Regions from separate parts of the Rattus norvegicus genome. Here region 1 is linked to region 2. A link is a contact called in public Hi-C data. All regions are on one chromosome and are shown on one strand. Each heading gives the region's core, a stretch centred on a gene start, on an enhancer-like site or on the middle of the called end of the contact. The rest is flanking DNA. Distances are from core to core; before and after follow the strand shown. Region 1 holds the start of Lin7c (lin-7 homolog C, crumbs cell polarity complex component). Region 2 holds the start of Bdnf (brain-derived neurotrophic factor).

Region 1 (4,107 bases), core at 961-3,460, 220 kb after region 2:
GATCTCCAAACACAGACTAGAACTATCATCATTAACTTCTCTGGGTTTTTTTTTTAAACCTTTGGCTTTGTACTGAAACTATTACCACCTTGTTTCCCATGTTTCCATCTCTCAGGCCACAGATCATAAGACACCTTATCTTTCATGGTCACTTGAAGCAGTCTTTCACAGTAAGTCTGTGTTCTCTGCATAGACACACATATGAGTGTGCGAGTTCTATGAGTTTCTCTAGAGATAGTAGTAAAACAAGCATTCTAGAATCAGATCTAAGGGCTGGATTAAAGAAAACTGCTCTGCCACTGAGCTACATCAGCAATTTAACTTCCTGATTCTGATGAGGCTTTAGAGAAAGTATGTATAGAAAGTAATTTTTAAAGAATTTATGTTTAGTTTGAAATTGGGGTGCTAGAGATTAACCCAGGGTGTCAGACATGCTAGACAAATGTTCAACCACTGAGCTGTACGCATGACCCTAAAACACTTTTAGCATGACTTCACTTCTGATAATTTCATCAGCTTAATAAGTTGATTCCTTCCCTTAAAAACAAACAAAAAACAACAAAAAACAAACAAACAAAAAACATGTACCTGAGAATCAAAATGCAGTGGTAGTAACACACTGCTTATGTAACTTAGGCTGAGGTCATATTGGATTACAGTAGGCCCCTAATCCAATAGGACTTGTCTTCTGAGAAAATGCTCAGACGAAAATAGCGAGAATGCCATGTGACTATGAAAACAAAGACTGAGTTCACCAGAAACTTCCAGGAAACTGCTAGAGAGCCAGGAAGGAACAAGAAAAGGTTCCTATAGATGGGAATAAACATAGTACTTTCATTCCTGACTTCTAGCTTTCAGAAATGTGAGATAAATTATCTGTTTTAAGACATTCCACTTGTTATACTTTGCAATGGAAGCTCTAGAAAACAAGGAAAGAATTCTAGTTTGAGAATTAATTTTCTGTAACAGTTTTATAGCTTGCAGAGTCCTTCCAGATCTGTTAACGAAAAGAAAGTGCATCCTGCTTAGATTCCTAGTCCTTAGAAGATCCTTTATTCTCTGGAAACCTTTATGATCTTCTACTTAAGCCTGGAATTCTGGGGTTTTGTGATAATTGTGCTCATCATCAAAGACATGGAAAAAGAATACTCCGAAAGAGCAGGGACTCGGAGGTATATAACTCAGTAGTATAAGATTTGTGTAGCTTGTACAAGTCTGCAGGCTTGATTCTCTGGAAAAGTAATGTGTAACCCCAGTCATAAGAATAGTTCCTGTCGGGAAAGAAAGTCTATGTCATTTGTATGGGGCATGAGGAAGCTTGAGGACTGCTGCCCAGTGGTAGAATTCAATTAGCTCTACCTAATAACTTGTAGAAAACTGCAGTTCAATGGAAAGAGTGGATCATCCACAGTTACTAAAACAATCTTGTTGTGAAGCTATGAGGATCTGGAAATGATATTGCTGTTAGAGGAGTACTAGCTTCTCTTCCAGGGAAACCAGGGTTAGATTCCCAACACCCACAGGGTAAGTCACAACCATCTGTAACTCCAGTTCCAGGGGAATCGATGCCCTCTTGTGGCCTCTACGGTCACCAGGCATGTAAATGGTGCAGAGATGTACATTAGGGCAAAACACCCATATATATATATATATATAAGTTCTTCCAAATTACAAAAATGTACCCATAAAACAAAATCCATGCCTTGTACTTCATTTACAAACAGATTTTGAATTGGCTAATTAAAAGCGATACTTTGTGGTATATCAAAGAATCTTCTCTCCCAATTACTTTGTATTTTCCACCTTTCTGCTCAAACAGAATTTTGGGGAAAATTCGAATTGCAGATTTTTAAAATTAAATCAAGCTAGGATATTAAGAATTTATAAGAGCCTCGGACACGGGGCAACCAGCCTAAACGATCAGTGTGCAAATCCAAGGTCAGAGGCTGCCGTCGGTCAAGCAAGGCCTGGAACTAACGACATGACTTCCCCGACGCAGGGAACAGTGGGGACATCGGTTCTTTGCAACCTCGGGTTGTTGGAAGTGGACGAGCACAGATGGACGAAGGGAGACCACCCCTCGGCCGCACAGCATTCCCCGTTAACGCTCTGCGTAGTTAACCGCATCCTTCTAGCTCTCGCGTTAGTACCAAACTCGCTCTTCCGGTTTCTCGGCCGGGTCCACCGCGGCCCCTCTGTCGTCATTTCCTGTGGGTCTGGACCGCGGAAGAGAAGATGGCGGCGCTGGGAGAACCTGTCCGGCTGGAGAGGGGTGAGTGCGGCGGGTCTCGCGGCCGCGATGGGTGGGGCGGGTCGAGACTACGAACCGCTTTGCCTACCGGCCGGAGCGAAGGCAAAGTGGCCGGGGCGCTGATACCCGGAACCCCCCTCCCTCGGCCTCGGCTCTGGGAGCTGCTGGTGGAGGGCGCTTGGCGTTTGAAAGATGCCAGACCCGGCTGTTCTCGCTTACCGTGGGCACTGCTCGATTCAGCGACCTACCCACGGCTGTAGGCACAAGCACTCCCTGGGTGTGTACTACAGAAGGGCTTTCAGCTTCATAAACCCTAAGAGCAAAGGCCACACTCGCTGTTCGGGACTGTCTGCTGTCATTGCCCCTGTACACGAACAGATTAGTGTGGCCTCTTGGCCTCGTTCTTACACTTGGTGGACACAGGCACATTCCCGCAGAAACTCCCTCGCCCCCATTTAAAACTCAGACTCCATCATTTGACCACAACCTCCGGGCTTTGAGTTGCTGTTTCTTAGCTTTCGCATCCCTCCAGCCACGGAGAGGGTGCTTTAAAGAAGAAAAAAAAAATCCAACTGACTTGATCTTGGGTAGGAGATTACATAACTAGGAGGAGTAGTGGCTTGATTTTAAATCACTTTTAAGTACGATGCCATTCCTTGCTTAACAAACGTCCAATTGGAAATCTGGTTGGTTGATTGCTTCTTAGAGCAAACAGTCAAGAAAAATAAAACCTATTCAAGAGAAGCCTGTGAAAATACTAGGGTCCAAATTGTGGGTTTCCGATATTGTACTCTGTTCTGCCCAAGCTAAATTTCAGACAACCGAAACAAGCTTTTTACAATTGGTAGTCATAGCAATCAGGAAGTACCAGTTAAACGTTTTGAGTACTGTTGGCAAACAAAATCTTGGAAAAAGTGAAGTTTGACACTGCTTTGCATATATTAGTATTCACAATTATAGTCTCAATATTAATATTGTCCAAGAAGGAAGTAATTTTAAAGTTTGTGTATGTAATAGAACCCTCCTTCATGCCTCACCCACAATGCTGACTAGTTTTGCTTTTTATTATAGTGATTATGGAAGTCATTTCTTTCTTTCTTTCTTTTTAAATAAATGAGCTTGTTTCTGACAGGGTAGCTTGGGAAAGACTAAGGTAGGCCTACAGCTGTGACATTTTCTTCTTGAGTGCTGCAGTGTCAGTGTGCTTTGTGAATAGGAGCAAATCTGCTTGTATTAATCAGAAGAGTTGGAAGTTTATAACAAGATGGCGATCTTCTGTATTTTTTTTTAAAAAGCAGAAACTGTGGATCTTTACCCTCTGACATTTGCTTTTTGCTGTTAGGAAGTTTTCAGTTAGACAGTAGATAGTTCAAAATTTGGTAGGAATGAAATACTAGTTGGTTTTTGCCAGTTAGCAGGATAAGCAAGTCAGTTGGTGTTAAGTCTGATTCTGATTGAGAATTCTTTTTTTTTGTTTGTTTGTTTTTTTTTTCCGGAGCTGGGGACCGAACCCAGGGCCTTGCGCTTGCTAGGAAAGTGCTCTACCGCTGAGCTAAATCCCCAACCCCCTGATTGAGAATTCTAACAGACCTAACATATTCTCAAGAGTTCTACAGTACAATTCCACAGTAAAATACCAGTACATATGACCAAGTTCCTGTTTTGCTTCTAAATGATCAAAGCATAGTTCACTGGTACACGAACTTAATAAGCATGTATTTGGAATAGAGTTTTTAACTCATTGATTAGTTGCTCTCCCTTCTCTCTACCCTCTCATATTCTCCTCTTCCCTTTTCTTCTTTCCACCATGTTGTATTGAGTTCATACTAGGGGAGCACTCTAGTGCTGAGCCATTT
Region 2 (3,978 bases), core at 1,200-3,699:
TAACTGTGAGTGACATTCCGAGAGTGTGCATATATTTGAATAACTAGACTATCCAAACCAACAGTTTATAAAGGGACTCTGGGGGATCTTGAATTCTGATGATTTCCCTTTACTGAAGGGCAAAGAGTAGAAGGAGGGGGTATTTCTAGCTTGAGTTTTTGAGGTCTTTGGAGGTGAATCTCTGGTATGTATGTGCACTTGGTTGAATTATTATGAGGTATTGAATCTCCAGTTCTTCACTTATAAAACAGAAATGATTTCTGTCAGTTTTTAGAAGCTGTCAAATAGCAAATGTTAGTAAGTCCACTTTATTAAGATCAGCCCTTAGATAAATGAATCTCAGTATACAACACTACCATTCTTGGTAACCACCAACTGTCTGGGAAAGGGAATGTTCACACTTCCTTTCCTCCGGCAAATTTAATGTTTAAGCATTTAGAGATAGTCAGACAGCAATGCCTTAATAATGATTAAGTCGTTTAGATTCTGCAAACATGCACATTCACATACACAGACCCACAGAAGTTGAGGTGCGTCCCCAAGACTCATTTTTGCCTCCTCTATGAATCACACATGTCAGTCTTCCATGGTGACTTGAAATTGTCTGTAAAGGGATTGCTTATTAAAATGCTAATCCCTGGGCACTGCCTCAGCCATACTAAAGGCTAGCCTTAGAAGAAGGAACCTCCCTTTCACTCTTCAGACAGGTGATTATGTTAACAAGAGGCTGTGACACTATGCTCAATACTGCCCTCTTGTTCTTTTTTTTTTCTTTTCCCTAAAATAAATAAGTGAAGGCCTGCCCTAGCCTTTACTTACTGGCTGGATTAGAGGGGCAACGTTTACCAAAGCAAGAATCCAGGTAGACAGCTTGGCAGAGTTTACCATACAGCTAAATGAAAATAGTCCTCCAGAAACCAGTCATGTAACTGATCTCTTAGCCACAAGTAAAAAAAAAAAAAAAAGAAAGAAAGAAAGAAAGAAAAAAGAAAAGAAAACCGGCCCAAAGACCCCTCACTGCCCCATAGGAAGGGGGCTCAGGGAGCTACTCACCCAACCCCACCCACCCCTCACCCTAAATTTTGGTTAAAGATTTAAAAAAAAAATGTGTTGTTGCTGCCTAGATGATGAAAGGTTTGGCTTCTGTGTGCGTGAGTTCGCTAGGACTGGAAGTGGAAACGTCTACAAAGCATGCAATGCCCTGGAACGGAATTCTTCTAATAAAAGATGTATCATTTTAAATGCGCGGAATTCTGATTCTGGTAATTCGTGCACTAGAGTGTCTATTTCGAGGCAGAGGAGGTATCATATGACAGCTCACGTCAAGGCAGCGTGGAGCCCTCTCGTGGACTCCCACCCACTTTCCCATTCACCGAGGAGAGGACTGCTCGCGCTGCCGCTCCCCCCACCCACCCCCGGCGAGCTAGCATGAAATCTCCCAGTCTCTGCCTAGATCAAATGGAGCTTCTCACTGAAGGCGTGCGAGTATTACCTCCGCCATGCAATTTCCACTATCAATAATTTAACTTCTTTGCTGAAGAACAGGAGTACATATCGGCCACCAAAGACTCGCCCCCCTCCCCCTTTTAACTGAAGAGAAGGGGAAATATATAGTAAGAGTCTAGAACCTTGGGGACCGGTCTTCCCCAGAGCAGCTGCCTTGATGTTTACTTTGACAAGTAGTGACTGAAAAAGGTGGGTTTCTTTTCTTTCTCTTTCCTCACCCCCCCGCCCCCCTTGGTCTGCTGGGAAGCATATGGCTTTAGTGAGGTCTGTTACTGCCTAGGCTTCCCGGCTAGAAGCGGTAACTTGATGTAATGCTATCCGGGGTTATTCATTAATAAAAAATACTGTTATTATCTTGATTGAATTCTATTAGGCAAACTCCGGAGAGGTCAGGGCGCGAACTCTGGTTAAGCTGATGTGTTTAAGGTAGCGGAGTAAACCATAACCCCGCACACTCTGTGTAGTTTCATTGTGTGTTCGCTTTTTCTAGCTCTGTGGTGCGGGAAGGTGCGGGAAGGTGTGTCTGGGGCAGGGGCGGGGGGATGCACGCCCTCTCCCACAGAACTTGGGTGTTGGGATGGGAAAGATGGGGAGAGTTGCAAACCAGGGGAGAAAGATTTGGGAGCGTGGTAGTCACACTTGTTCCCTCCTACTCTGGGGCACATTGAGGGGAGTAGGGTTCCTAGGAACCGGAATTGGACCACCCCTCCTAGCCCAGGGCACCCTGCGGAGACAGCAGAGGGCAGGCATAGAGCTTTGGGGTTAAGCAGCTGGTTCCGGGGAAATGGACAGAAGCCGGTGCAGGGGAATTAGGGATACCCCAAGGGCTTCCGAGGGCTGAATCCCGGCAAGGAAAAGGCGCGTCGTCCCCTTTAAGCAGCCGCCCCGAATGGGTATCGGTGGCGCGGCTGAGCAGGGAGGGGATAGGGGCGGCGCTGTCTGACCAATCGAAGCTCAACCGAAGAGCTAAATAATGTCTGACCCCAGTGCCTGGCGCTGGCTGAGCTCTGGGTGCCCGCCGCTGCCGCCGCGCCGGGGCGCACCCGCTGGCTGGCTGTCGCACGGTCCCCATTGCGCCCGGGACTCCCCGGCTTGGAGAAGGAAACCGCCTGGGGCGGCGCGCCACCTCCGCCTGGCAGGCTTTGATGAGACCGGGTTCCCTCAGCTCGCCACCGCTGCTTTGGGGCAGACGAGAAAGCGCACGGGGCCCAGGGCAGGGCGCAGGGACCAGGAGCGTGACAACAATGTGACTCCACTGCCGGGGATCCGAGAGCTTTGTGTGGACCCTGAGGTAGGCGACTGCGGGGCGTGGGGCTAAGCGCGAGAGCTGGAGGCGCGTGCGCCCGGGAAAGTTGGCTAGGGGACTGAGAAGTTGTGGGACCGCATAACTTCGGCTTCACCTTCGTCCCGGGACAGCGGAGGGCGGGGTTGCTCCTGAGGAGCGTTCTCCCGGGAGCCCACGACCCCGAGAGACAGCGCGACCCCGGGAATCCCTTCAGTGCGAGAGAAAAAGCCAAGGGAAGAGGACGACTTGCGCCATGGGAGCAAAGCCTGCGTCCCGGGGATCCCCGAAGTCCTCCCGCAGACGAGGAAGGGTGGTGAGAGAGATGTAGGGCAACAGCTGTCGGGGGCTCAGACGGAAGGCACCGAGTCTGGGCTGGGATGAGATCCCTTACCACAGGCTAGGCACTCTCCACGCAGATTTGGACCGGGGTGGTGTGTAGTGTAGTCCGAGAATGGGTCTTGGCGCCCTCTGCCCTCATCTCTTTTCCTGGGTATCACAACAGGCTGTTCACTGTCACCTGCTTTCTAGGGAGTATTACCAAAGCTTCTTACAAGTCCAAGGTCAACATAACTAGGAACTTGGGATCATTCTTGTCACTGGGACCTGAAAGGGTCTGCGGAACTCCAGGTCCCACAGCTTGTATCCGACCCTCTCTGTCCATCCAGCGCACCTCTTTAGGCATCCTCCAGAGGAAGTGAAAGTTTTGACTTTCATCCGGGAGTAGATTGGGTGTCTGTGGAGGATGAAGAGTCTGGTTTTGGTTTCTGGAGATGCTGGAACAGGATGGGGAATGGATGAGCGACCTAAGCGTAAAAAGAAATAGCTGAGGATGCCAGCTTTGTGCTTGATGACAAGGAAGAAGGGGAAAATGCTGCCCGGGGGGTTCCCCCGGGGCTTCTGGGGGTTGAGCCACAGGCTGTGGGTTTGAACTGGTGTTTTAGTGAAAACAATTCGTGAGTTGGGGGTGGAGCCTGGACTAGGAAACGGAGTATGGGGACTTGGGGGTTGGGGGAGCCGGAGGAAGAGAGGGAGGATCCAAAGAAGAGGGAGAAGAGGGCCAGGAGAGCTGAGCTAGGAAGGTAGAGGGTGCCCTCTTCTGGCCACACTGGCAAGAGTAGCTACTGGGGCTCGTCGGATGGGGGTGGGGAAATGTTTTAGGGGCAGTTTTGCTGGTCTTTAAGGGGGTT

The links. A called contact is a pair of places that touch in the nucleus more often than the background predicts.
Region 1: a Hi-C map of the A7r5 cell line shows a contact between it and region 2, with 5 times the contacts expected there. The contact joins the promoter of Lin7c here to the promoter of Bdnf in region 2. A contact is called at or near these places in 5 of 12 Hi-C or Micro-C datasets (the A7r5 cell line, the Rat2 cell line, Schwann cells and 2 more).

The regions. Positions count from the first base shown.
Region 1 is chr3:116,859,174-116,863,280 of GRCr8, forward strand. Lin7c (lin-7 homolog C, crumbs cell polarity complex component) reads left to right here and starts at 2,211. Exons shown (of 5, transcript NM_021851.2): 1 at 2,211-2,272. The coding sequence starts at 2,236.
Region 2 is chr3:116,636,503-116,640,480 of GRCr8, forward strand. It overlaps Bdnf (brain-derived neurotrophic factor), which reads left to right and starts at 2,450. Exons shown (of 2, transcript NM_001270630.1): 1 at 2,450-2,797. The coding sequence starts at 2,480.